Regions from separate parts of the Mus musculus genome. Here region 2 is linked to region 1. Evidence: chromatin contacts called from public Hi-C data. All regions are on one chromosome and are shown on one strand. The core of a region is the stretch at or near the end of the contact, and the rest is flanking DNA. Distances in the headings are between cores, read along the strand shown.

Region 1 (5,546 bases), core at 1,629-4,128:
CTACCGCTGAAGAAACACCTCCACAGCCATGGTCCTAGGCCCAAGCCAGGCCACTCCAGAGTTGCACTTCCAGGCTGAGAACACCAGGTGGCATATGACGGCTGAATCAGAGCTTTGGTAACTATGGCAACCAGCCACCATTCCAGCTCTGCAGCTGCCATCTTTTATCCAAAGCAGTGCTTTGTGCACACTGTTTTTTTTTTTCCCCCTCCTCCTCCTCCTCCTCCTCCTCCTTCTTCTTCTTCTTTGAAATGGTTATACTGTCTACTTCTCATCCTTCATGTTGTCAGGATCCCTATTTCCACCGGGGAGATTCAGGTGCCAAAGGTAGATAAATACCCTGGGTCTGTTGTGTCAACTTGATTTCTTGTGCATTATTCATTGTGTCTGCCTAAAGTCTCTGGACACTGGTACTGGAGAGGGCCATACCTTTTCCCACTGCTGATTTTCTCCAGGAGAAAAGCCTTTCTGGGAGGGGACTAAATGGTGGAATATGTGAATTTTCTCTTCATCAAAGTTGAGAACAAATATAAAGATGTGAATGCCCAGCTCAGGGCCTGAGATGACTGGAGGTTCAGTGACACTGAAAACTGCCTGCGGAAAGTGTGTAGGAAAACATCATGGATCTATAGAACAAAGATGGCTCTTCACAGCAATCTTCCAAATAAATAGTATTCAACATATGCAGCAATATTTTTTGGTGTCTGCCATGAGAATAACAAACCAAGTATTTATAAATCATAAACTAGCCTTTTCCTTTCATGCTACTCAAAAGCTCTGAGATTTTGTAAGTTAATTGCAAGCCATTGCCCGTGGTGATTGGCAGTATATCACAAGCCTGGCTGCCAAAAGCACTCTTTGCTATTGAGAAGAAAATGGAAATGAATATTCTCCAAACTGCTCCCTTAAATTCCCTAACAGGCTTTGGGTTTGAGCTGCAACTCAGCACATCTCCTTAATCAGGTTTTTTTCCCCCCTCAATGTCTGTTAGCTCGGCCATATTGTAAGTGAGCATTGCTTTGATTAAGGATTCTACTTGAGATCAAAATTATAAATTAAAACAAAGAATCAAACTATGATTTGGAGGTCCCCTGAAAAACTAAGACTTCACCATGTATGTGCAGTATAATGATTATCATAAGGATGAAACTGAGACCACCCACTTGGAAAAATAGGCTGAAAAGGAAAAAATTACACTATTAGCAGCTGTAAGAAAATGAGTAGATTTCTCGTCTCTCTGCTTTCTGAAGCTTTCACCGTTTTAGTGAGAATGTATTACTGTCAGAAACACGGAAGTATGAAAGTACTTGTCACGTGTTTATCTATGAGGGCAAGTTCATTCTTTCCCACATGTCAGGTTACAGATGTAAGCCCTAGAGCATCTTGTTTCAAGTCATGAGCTTTCTGATCTGAACTGTTTTAATTCATGACGATTGCTAACTAGGTTGTCAAACGCTTACAAAAGGAAAGAGTAGAAAGAAAATCTTTTGCAAAGAAATCTGTAAATAAGAGATTCCTGATGAAACTGTTCTTATCTGGGATCCTTGAGGAATGCTAGCATTACATAAGCATGTGGGAAGAGAGAAATGTCACACATGATATGATGCAAAACTCAATTTCCTATTACTCCATTAAAAAAAAATCTAGTAGGAGGACCATGGTATATTTGTATATAATTCATTGACAAAGCTGATTTAATAATCATGTGTTTTTCACACATGTTAGTATTTTATAAGTCCTACCCCCGACCCCTAGTTCCGGCCCTGATCCACCCTGTCCCAGCCCCAGCACCAGGTCCCACCCCTGTCCCAGCCCCAGGCCCCTTCACCTTGCTTTAATCTTCTGCATAAGCAGAAAAGGAGGAAGGAGAGGAAGGGAAGAAGAAATTGAGTTTGGTAATCCTCGACCAGGATGCCAGCCGTTCTGAGGCGATATTATCAGTCGCATTATCGGTTCTAGAAAAAGCATGCTCAGTAACATGAAAACATGCTCAAATTATATAAGCATGTGCAAATTGTTATGATACTGAGCAAGATCGTGGATAGATATATCCAGTGATTCACAAGCAAAACCTCCGTTGTTTCTCAATTTGGGGAATGATATTCTCCAAAATGTTTATTTGTTTCCAGTCTTTTTTGCTCCATTGTTGCTTTTAATAACATTTTTAGGCCAGCAATTTACTTAAAGAGAAGAAAGAACTGAGTGCACAGAACTGTCCTCTGACCTAAGGACATAAATGTGTCTACTGAAGTATTTTATCATGAGTATAACGACAACCCCAGTACACAAATTCCTTCATTTGCTCGTGGCAGTTTCTTAGAGTTTTTCTCTTCTCTTTCTCCACTCTAACTGGAGGAACACCACTATTTCCATCATCGCTGACCAGAAGGCTCCTCATCTGACTTTAAAAGTCTGAAAGACTGAGTGTTGGAAAAGAATAATCTCAATGTTGCAGGAAGGATCACATGAATAGTGAGGAAGTAACTCCAAGGCGATTTCCTTTTGCAAAGAGAGTGCATCACATCCCGAACAGGGCCAGCACGGGAGCCTGATGGTCATCCCTAGAGAAAGGCGGCAGCGACAGTTGGTTATTTCTCTTCGATTGGGCGGTCAACCTCGCAGACTAGTTCTGATTGGCTAATTTGGAAAGCTGCAGGAAGGAAGCAAAGGAAAGAAGAGAGGGACGGGCTACTGTCCAATCCATCCGTTCCAGGGATTTAGCAGGTCTTGTGCATAAACAAAAGTTTTACCAGGTAGAGTTTGAATCCCTTCACACATACATTTTTACAAGGTAAGAGAGGTTTTGTAGAATACTGGTGCTTGGCAGGCTAGCTGCCTTTGATGGGGGAAGGGAGGATTTCTCAAGAGCAAAGGTCAGGGGAGGCCACTAGGGGAGCCCAAGTCTATCTTTGTTTTAGCTCGGGCACTGTGAATAACAAACGCCCTCTTCTCAAAAGGAGGCAGAATATGGGAAAAGATCCTTCTCAAGTCTGATTTCTCATAATCTCCGAAAGGAAAGCCTTCTACATCCTGCTTGCTAAGCCTCCCATAAGGAAAAATTACTATTCATTTGCCTACGCTCACACATTCACACAGTTTCCTCTGGATTCTAATCTTCTCGTAATGGAGAACAAAGGTCTTCACAGTACTACTAGGCTTTGCCCTCTAGTTCAGGTTTAGAAACCGCTGGGCTCTCTTGCCTCTGGGCGAGCCTGTCTACTGCATTTCACAGAGGAGGAAGAAACGAAAAGCAGAGGAAAGACTGTATAGCCCTAAGCTTTTTTTCTTCACTTCTGTACGATCTGCCTAGGAATCCCCAAAGCAAGTAGAAGATAAATAAGCCCTGGTCTATTCTTCCTTTGTTTGAGATTTAACTCTCAAGGAGATTTCCTTCAAGGATTGGATTTGAGGAGGCCTTTTCACTTTGTATAGATGATTTGAGCAGATCATTTGCATCTATAAAGGGACGGAGGAAACCCTGAATGGTGGCCACTTCTATAGAAGAAACAGTGAAGGAGCTTCGTGAATTTATTCTACCCTGCGCATGGGAAAAGCACAGAGTAGAGTTTTCAGGGCCCAAATATCATCCCTAAATAGCTATAGCTCTCTTTGCAATCGCTTCACGTCACCAGTTTCAAAGCTACAATCCCCGGAAAACAAAAATTCCAGATAGTCTTAGTCATATTCTCTCTCTCTCTCTCTCTCTCTCTCTCTCTCTCTCTCTTCGTGTGTGTGTGTGTGTGTGTGTGTGTGTGTGTGTGTGTGTGATCCAGTATTAAATACAATATTAACCCAGTGTAACCAGCAAGTCAAGAAAAATGATAACTACAAACTGAAAACCTTGGAGCCTCTTCTATCAACAGATTTCTTTCACAAATCAGATACTGCTCAAGCTATATGTTCTCATTTGTTCTCAGTTAAGTGATGCTCCCCTTATTAAAGCCAAGTAGACTTTCCTAAGAGAAATAACAAAATAAAATGCAGAGCAACTGAACAACAACAACAAAAAAAAATGATTACAATTAAGGAGATAATAAAGAGGAAAAGAAGAGCAGACATAAATCACAACAAATGGAACAGAGGCAAGATCCAAGTTATAATACCATACAGGTCTATTTATGATTTATATATCATGGGCTAGGAGGATTTTTTTTTTTCACTGTGGAGGAGGGGCTGTGAACAAAGAGTGCTCATGCACACCCGGGGAACAGTGTCAGATTTCACACACAGAGACAGCAGAGACTCTGCGGACCCGAGTAACACAGCAGCTCTCCACACTGACAGACAGAAGAGCTTCCCTGAGCCCCTTCATCTACCACCCGGCCACAGTACCACCTCTACCCAAAGCCTCGCCTACACCCTTCAAGCACAAAGATCAGACACATTACAAAAAGGAAAGCTCTGGCCACAGGGAAAGCTAGCTGAAGATAAGAGTTCTGTGGATGTCAGAGAGTATTAGCTTTATTTTTATCAGGTAAACAATAGAGATCATCGAGGTGTGTACGTGGGTATCTGATAAGAAGCCAGGTGTAACTCAAAATGCCGGACTGCCTATCCTCTTTCTCCAGCAATGAAGAGCCCTCTAGGGATCACTATTTTTATTTTTTTTTTAAGATTTATTTCTTTTCTTTTCTGTGTATGTGTGTTTTGACTGCACATACATGTACGCACGTGTACCACACATGTGCCTGGTACCCAAGCAAGCCAGAAGAGGGTGTCAGATTCCTTGGAACTGCAGCGACAGATGACTGTGAGCCAACATGTGGATGCCAGAATTTGAACAGAGTCCTCTGGAAGAGCAGCAATGCTCTAACCTCTGAGCCACATCTCCAGCCCTAATTCTTGCTTTTGGAAAGTAGTAGGTGGGACAAGGAAGGCTTCCAATCACATGAAAATAAAAGTCAGATGACGTGAGACCTGCAGAAGAGTGCTGAGATCGAGTTGTTCCGTGATATTGTAAAAACTGATAGACAGCCTCCATTTTGGATGCAAATACAGAGGCAAGTATGCAAACACCACCATGTGTCCTATACTGCCTATAGTATACAGACTAATAAATAACTTATCCTTTAAGATAGAAGGGGCACCACTCTATAAATTGCCTATGGTATATGGGACTGTGGGAGCACAGGGAAATATTAAAATTTATGCCAGAAAAAACTAGGTCCAAGAACTTATCACACACATCAGACTAAGGAAAGGATGCAGACCCTCACCTGGATTGCCAAAGAGGAGAGCAGCTAACCTTATGATGGCAGCAGCCTGCTAACCTGTCACTGACCACCTGATGTGTGTGTCAAAGCACAGACTCCTGACTATCCCAGGAGTCTCAGCTCCCCTTTGTCCCCATGGCCGATTCCACCTATTTGACCTTCCAGCCAGCCACTGCCTATTCATCTGGACTCCATCTTTCTCTTTTCCTCTACATTTTCCATGGTCCCACACCTTGCTTTTATGGTTCAACTTGACTGGGCAGCCTGATTCTACAGCAGCAGGAGTCCAACAAACCTTCAGCCAGCCTTGGTTTGTTATCTTTTTCCCCACCA
Region 2 (5,546 bases), core at 1,030-3,529, 190 kb after region 1:
TTTTATTATAATGGGTTAGGGAAAGAGATGCCATAACTCTGGGAGGAAAATTTCCCTGGACTCTTATCCTCGTGAAACAGCTTCCAGGCTTTTCGCCTGACAAACCGATCCAAACTGGAGAGTTGGCTTTCGCCAGAATATCCAGGAGGAGAGTCCTAGAAATTCATTTCTCATGAGCAGCTTTTTGGCATTTCTGCCTCACAAGCTGACTCCACCAGAGTGCCCTGACATGCCTGGAGTTAAAGATGTTGTCGGCCCTGGGTAGGTGCTGGAAACAAAGCCCTCAGATCTTCTTAAGAGAACTGAGTGCAATAACTGCTAAGTTATCTCTCCAGCCCCAGAAGATGCTTTTTCAATGGACAAAGGACTTAAATGAGGAATTTAAGAAATAGAAACAGACCAAAACTGTAGGAAAAGTCTTTTCAAAGGAAACAGCCAAGAATATAGCTAGTCAAATATATTTGCTATACTTACCATTTCTGAGTTTGGGACAGATTCAAACATTGACAGTGATGTGTAATTTGATGAAGCTTAATACTGTTCCAGCTGTTCCTGCAAAGCCTTGGTCCAGAGCTCATTCTCTTACAACCTTCCCAGTACCAAACCTGCTGAATGCACACTTCTGGGAACTTGTATCCAACTTAAGGGCTCAGAAGATAGATATGGGTGTTTTCTCTATAGTTTTCTTGTCACTCGGTCTCCTAACCCCACTGGCAGTGACAGGGATCAAACCCAGAACCTTGTGCATACTCAGGCCTTCCTGCCTTTTCCGGTGGTTTATTTTTTCCAGGTAGGCTTATCTGTAGAACAAGTCAATACAGAAAATTTTTCTAGATACTGCTTCTAATTACGTAAGAGTCTGAAAATCACTGAAGGAAGACCCTAGACTCAGATAGTATGCAAAGACAAAAGGTGTTTATTCTGCAGAAACAACCAGTATGCAGGGGTCAACCATTCTCCGAAATGGTGACCCACCCCAGGAAAGGCATGCAGGCCTTCTTATAGGGAACCGGGAGAGCTCTCTAAAAGGATTGGGTAATCTAAAATTTCATTGGTAGGTGCTAAGGGGTCATAGGTGGTCAGTGGTTTGCACTCCTATGTCATAAACATTTAACCATAGGATGAGATAGGGCTGCCCAGCACAGGTGGCCCATTCTGAAATAAGATATTTCCCCATTTTTGTGGTTATCCCTAGGCTGTTCATTGGAAGAGGGTTTTGTGATTTTGTTCTGGATTTTATGGTCTGTTCTTGGAGCTGGTGCCTTACAGTCTTCCCCACCCCCACCCCCCACCCCACCCCCCAAAAAAACAGGACTGGTCCTTAAATGGAGTCAAATGGGGTCCTTTCAACTACCATACCAGTCCATTTCCTTAAGAAGTTTTCTGTTGCTATGACAAAATAACTGAGCCTAGTTACTATTTAAAAATAACAAAGAAATCCGGGCATGGTGGCGCAAGCCTTTAATCCCAGCACTCTGGAGGCAGAGGCAGGCAGATTTCTGAGTTCAAGGCCAGCCTGGTCTACAAAGTGAGTTCCAGGACAGCCAAGGCTACACAGAGAAACCCTGTCTCAAAAAAAAAAAAAACAAAACAAAACAAAACAAAAACAAAAAATAAAATAACAAAGAAATTTATTTTTTCCAAGTCCTGGAGTATGGAAGTCCGAAAACAAGGTACCAGTAGATTGGTCGGAAGAGTTGCTCTCTACAAGACCCCACCATTTCTCTTCATCCTGCACAAGGAGGGACTGCTGTGATCTTGTTAGAGTAATCTCACAACCCTTGTCTTCTTGAAGGGAATTGAACCCAGAGGCGCAGACAGCTTAAGCAGAAGATTATTTAATTCAAAAACTCTAAGGAGAGGTCAGAGTGGGCAATACCAAAGGCTAGTAGCAGCTGGTGGGTTCTGCCTTGTGGGTTTTAAAGATCTTATGAATACTTATGAAGTGGGTAACGTCTTTTGGAGATAAGATAACCCTTTTTCTCCCAACTCACAGTAGAGAGCTCTTCATTTTAGGATATTTCTTCCCATGATGTTCTGGTAAAACCCACAAAGCAGGCTGGGGGCAGGTAGCAAAGTCACAATGTGAAGGATGTTATAAAGAAGTCAAGGTTCTCTGAGGACTCAGACTCTTCCATAATGACTGCTTGGGAAAATACCCTGGAGACTTCATTTTTTATGTAGTGAGGACCTATCTGCTGCCTCAAGGACACTGAGCCACAGAGTGGTACTCTGTCCTTCAGAAGATAAAGATATGACAGGGCTGAGGTTCTCCTGGTGGCCTCACATCTCACTCCTTTGTGGAATGTTCAAGGTTCTAAAGATTAGGCTCAGGGCCACCTGTTAAAACAAAACTAAACTAAACAAAACCAGCAAAAATTGAAGCTTGATTACCCCAAAAGTTGAGGTCAAGGTTCAAAAGTCTGTTAAGAAGGGCTGGAGAGATAGCTCATAGTTTAGAGCACACACTGCTCTCCCAGATCCCTCTCCCTCTCCCTCCCCTCTTACTCACCCCCCTAATAATCTGTCAAGCTGCATACCTAGGAGCAAGATTTAGGCTGTGTGTAAGACTCCCTTCTTCTAGACCCACTGCTCATGTCTAGCTTTTAACTGGAAGATTGCAAAAGAGCAAAGGGGGCCAAAAGCAGCTTCAGGTCTTTCATTAGAATATCAGTCCCAATCCTTGGCAGCAGTCATATCTTAATTCCTTGACAAATAATAGATCTGCTGAGTGTGGTGCCTTAATTTTGTAGGTTTTTTTTTTTTTTTGAAGACATGTACCCCAGGCTATACTCAAACCCACTATGTAGCCTAAGATGACTCTGCACTCCTAACTGTTCTACAGCAACCTCCCAAGTATTGGGATTTCAGGTGGAAACCATCACTCTTTCTCCTAATACTTTCACACTGGCCACCCCTAATACTGAGTTTACCCTTTCTCTTTATCCATTCTGTTCTATGAAAGCCAGCCTCTGTGTTTCTAGTTTGGGGTCTCTTGGCTCAAAAGAACAAGAAATGAAATACCTTTTAACCTAAAAGTGCCGTAGTCTCACTGGATGCTCCAAATCATAAACCCTGTCTGTAGCCCCCCACCTCTGCACTGACCCTGCTGCTACCATCATGGCAACCTCCCTAAATTAAATCTAACAGACCCTTTCAGTCCCACCTTTCTGTCCATCACTAACCACTCCATCTTTGCTGAAATGTTCTTCCGTTTTGGTTTCTGCTCAGCCTGTCGGCCTTTCCAAGATTCCATCTCAGCAAGATGATGGACAACTCAGAAAGTTTACAAACCCCCAGTCTAGACCAAATACAGCTAGCATTGATCTAGCATATTCTTTTACTTATTTTTTTAAATTAAAATTATACTTATTATAAGTGTCATAGTTTAAATATGCTTGGTCCAGGGAGTGGCACTATTTGGGGTGGGGCCTTGTTGGCATAGGTGTGACCTTGTTGGAGTAGGTGTGCCACTGTGGATATGGGTTTTAAGACCCTCATCATAGCTTCCTGGAAAGCTGTCTTCCACTAGAAGCCTTCAGATGAAGATGTAAAACTCTCAGCTCCTCCAACACCATGTCTACCTGAACACTGCCATGCTCCCACCATGATGATAACAGACTGAATCTCTGAATCTGTAAGCCAGCCCCATTAAAATGTTGTTCCTTTAAGAGTTGCCTTGGTCCATGGTGTCTGTTCACAGCAGTAAAACCCTAACTAAGACAATGGGGTAGATACATGGATATCACAGTGCATATGTAGAGGTAAGACATCTTTATGGAGTTGATTCTCTCCTTCCACCTTCATGTGGATTCCAGAATCCCTCTCAGGTCTGTACAGCAAACAGGCTAATCACTAAGCCAGCTGATCTGCCTAGCAAAATCTTTTCAAATTGCAAATTGTTTTCATGCACTAGTTACCAATATTTTTTCCAGGTATAGGGTTCATATGTATTGTCAGCATTAAAAAAATAATAATAATAATTATAGAAAAAAACAGAGAAGCAGAGAGGGAGGGTTCTGTTCTGGAGTGAAGACCAGACTACTGACTTCCATTCTAGCAAAGGTTCTTCCTGCTACGGCTACTGTTTTGTTATGGTTTTGTGTGTGTGTGTGTGTGTGTGTGTGTGTGTGTGTGTGTGTGTGTGTGTGTGTGTGTGTGAGAGAGAGACAGAGACAGAGACAGAGACAGAGAGAGACAGAGACAGAGAGACAGAGAGAGAGACAGACAGAGAGAGAGACACACAGAGAGAGAGAGAGACAGAGAGAGAGAAAATATCAACAAATCCAAAGTACATACCCAATGGTGACCCAAAGATGTCATAGGCATGGGGAGGGGTTTACCAAAAAGCAAAGGTTTACCAAAGATAAATATAGAGGATTACATAAGTTGTTTAAAATCAATTGTCCTTTGCTACAAAGGTCAGTTCCATGGGTGCCATCCATGGCTTACAAGGTAATCTCACTGTGATGTTATTATGTGTACCAGCAGTGACCACTGTGCAGCATGATAGTTTACAAAAAGTCATAATAATTTGGGGGCTTGGCTTGGCTTGGCTTTGCTGGTCTTTTTTATCATAGACAGGTTAACCTTGATCTCCTAGTCCCTGGCTCCACTTACTTTGGTGAGTCCATTTTGGTACCAATTTTTTTTTTTCAATTTATCTAGATAGCAGTGTGCCTGTGTCCTGTGAGCTTAACAACATTTGGAAGACAATTCTGCTCTAGACCTACAGTTAACAGTCCAGCCTTTCACTAAAAAGCCCAGTGTTGCCATCTCCAGCCATACTCACCTAGGTCTCACTATCCCCCAGAGTAAAAGCCCTCCACTCTGGCTTCCATGTCCTCAGCCATGCACAGTCCCTCATTCATTTCCTACACTTGAACAGAAGTTGAAAGAAAGATGAAATTTCAAGACCTGTAAGTCATATAAAGTACTCAAATTGCTGGTTGTTTGTGAGCCTAGAGGCTGCCTGGAGCTGAGAACAAAGAAAAACAAACCCGGGCATGCCCTGTCATTAAAGCATTCCTGGGAACAGCTTGACCATAAAGATAAAGAGGAATGTGAGGACATAACAGGGCTATCTGAACTGAGTCAACAACCATCTGGCCCGGCACCTCCCTCTACCCATTGCCCTTTGATGCAGTTTAAACCAGATACTCTGCTAGCATTGATAGACATCCAACTCACAGAACCCTGACACCCTGACCTGCACGTATTCTTTTGCTGACATGTAATTTTTCTGTTGATGTTTGAATAAGCCAATAGTGTGCCGCTATGCTTAATTCCCCCCCCCCAAGCCCTTTACCCCATAAAAACCCCTAGCTTTTGAGCCTCGGGGTCGAATCCACTGTCTCCTGCGTGAGATACATTTCGACCTGGAGCTCCGTCATTAAACTACCTCGTGTGTTTTCATCAAGAAGGATTTTCATGTTTCTTTGGGTGCACTCTCTCTCCCTAGACTAGAGAGGGGGTCCCTGAAAGGGGTCTTACAAAGTCCTATCCACAGCAAGCACAAGTAGCCCTATGACCACTGTCCATAACCA

The links. Hi-C and Micro-C count contacts between places; a contact is called where the count stands out from the background.
Region 2: a contact with region 1 is called in a Hi-C map of liver, with 3 times the contacts expected there. The contact joins two enhancer-like sites. A contact is called at or near these places in 1 of 39 promoter capture datasets (liver), 2 of 15 datasets of contacts at CTCF or cohesin (CD8 T cells and pro-B cells), 9 of 484 Hi-C or Micro-C datasets (adipose-derived mesenchymal stem cells, bone marrow-derived macrophages, liver and 1 more) and 12 of 115 datasets of contacts at active chromatin or transcription factors (cardiomyocytes, differentiating embryonic stem cells, embryonic basal ganglia and 5 more).

Annotation. Positions count from the first base shown.
Region 1 is chr6:37,589,688-37,595,233 of GRCm38.p6, forward strand. No RefSeq gene overlaps it. Among named protein-coding and RNA genes, the nearest start is that of Gm33429, 61 kb to the left of the region's middle. Within about 2 kb of position 2,879, at least 120 of the 459 cell types and tissues checked have an H3K27ac peak or open chromatin away from gene starts, as enhancers often do. A contact at or near this core is called in liver, where this site is marked.
Region 2 is chr6:37,777,727-37,783,272 of GRCm38.p6, forward strand. No RefSeq gene overlaps it. Among named protein-coding and RNA genes, the nearest start is that of Gm38791, 66 kb to the left of the region's middle. Within about 2 kb of position 2,280, at least 6 of the 459 cell types and tissues checked have an H3K27ac peak or open chromatin away from gene starts, as enhancers often do. A contact at or near this core is called in liver, where this site is marked.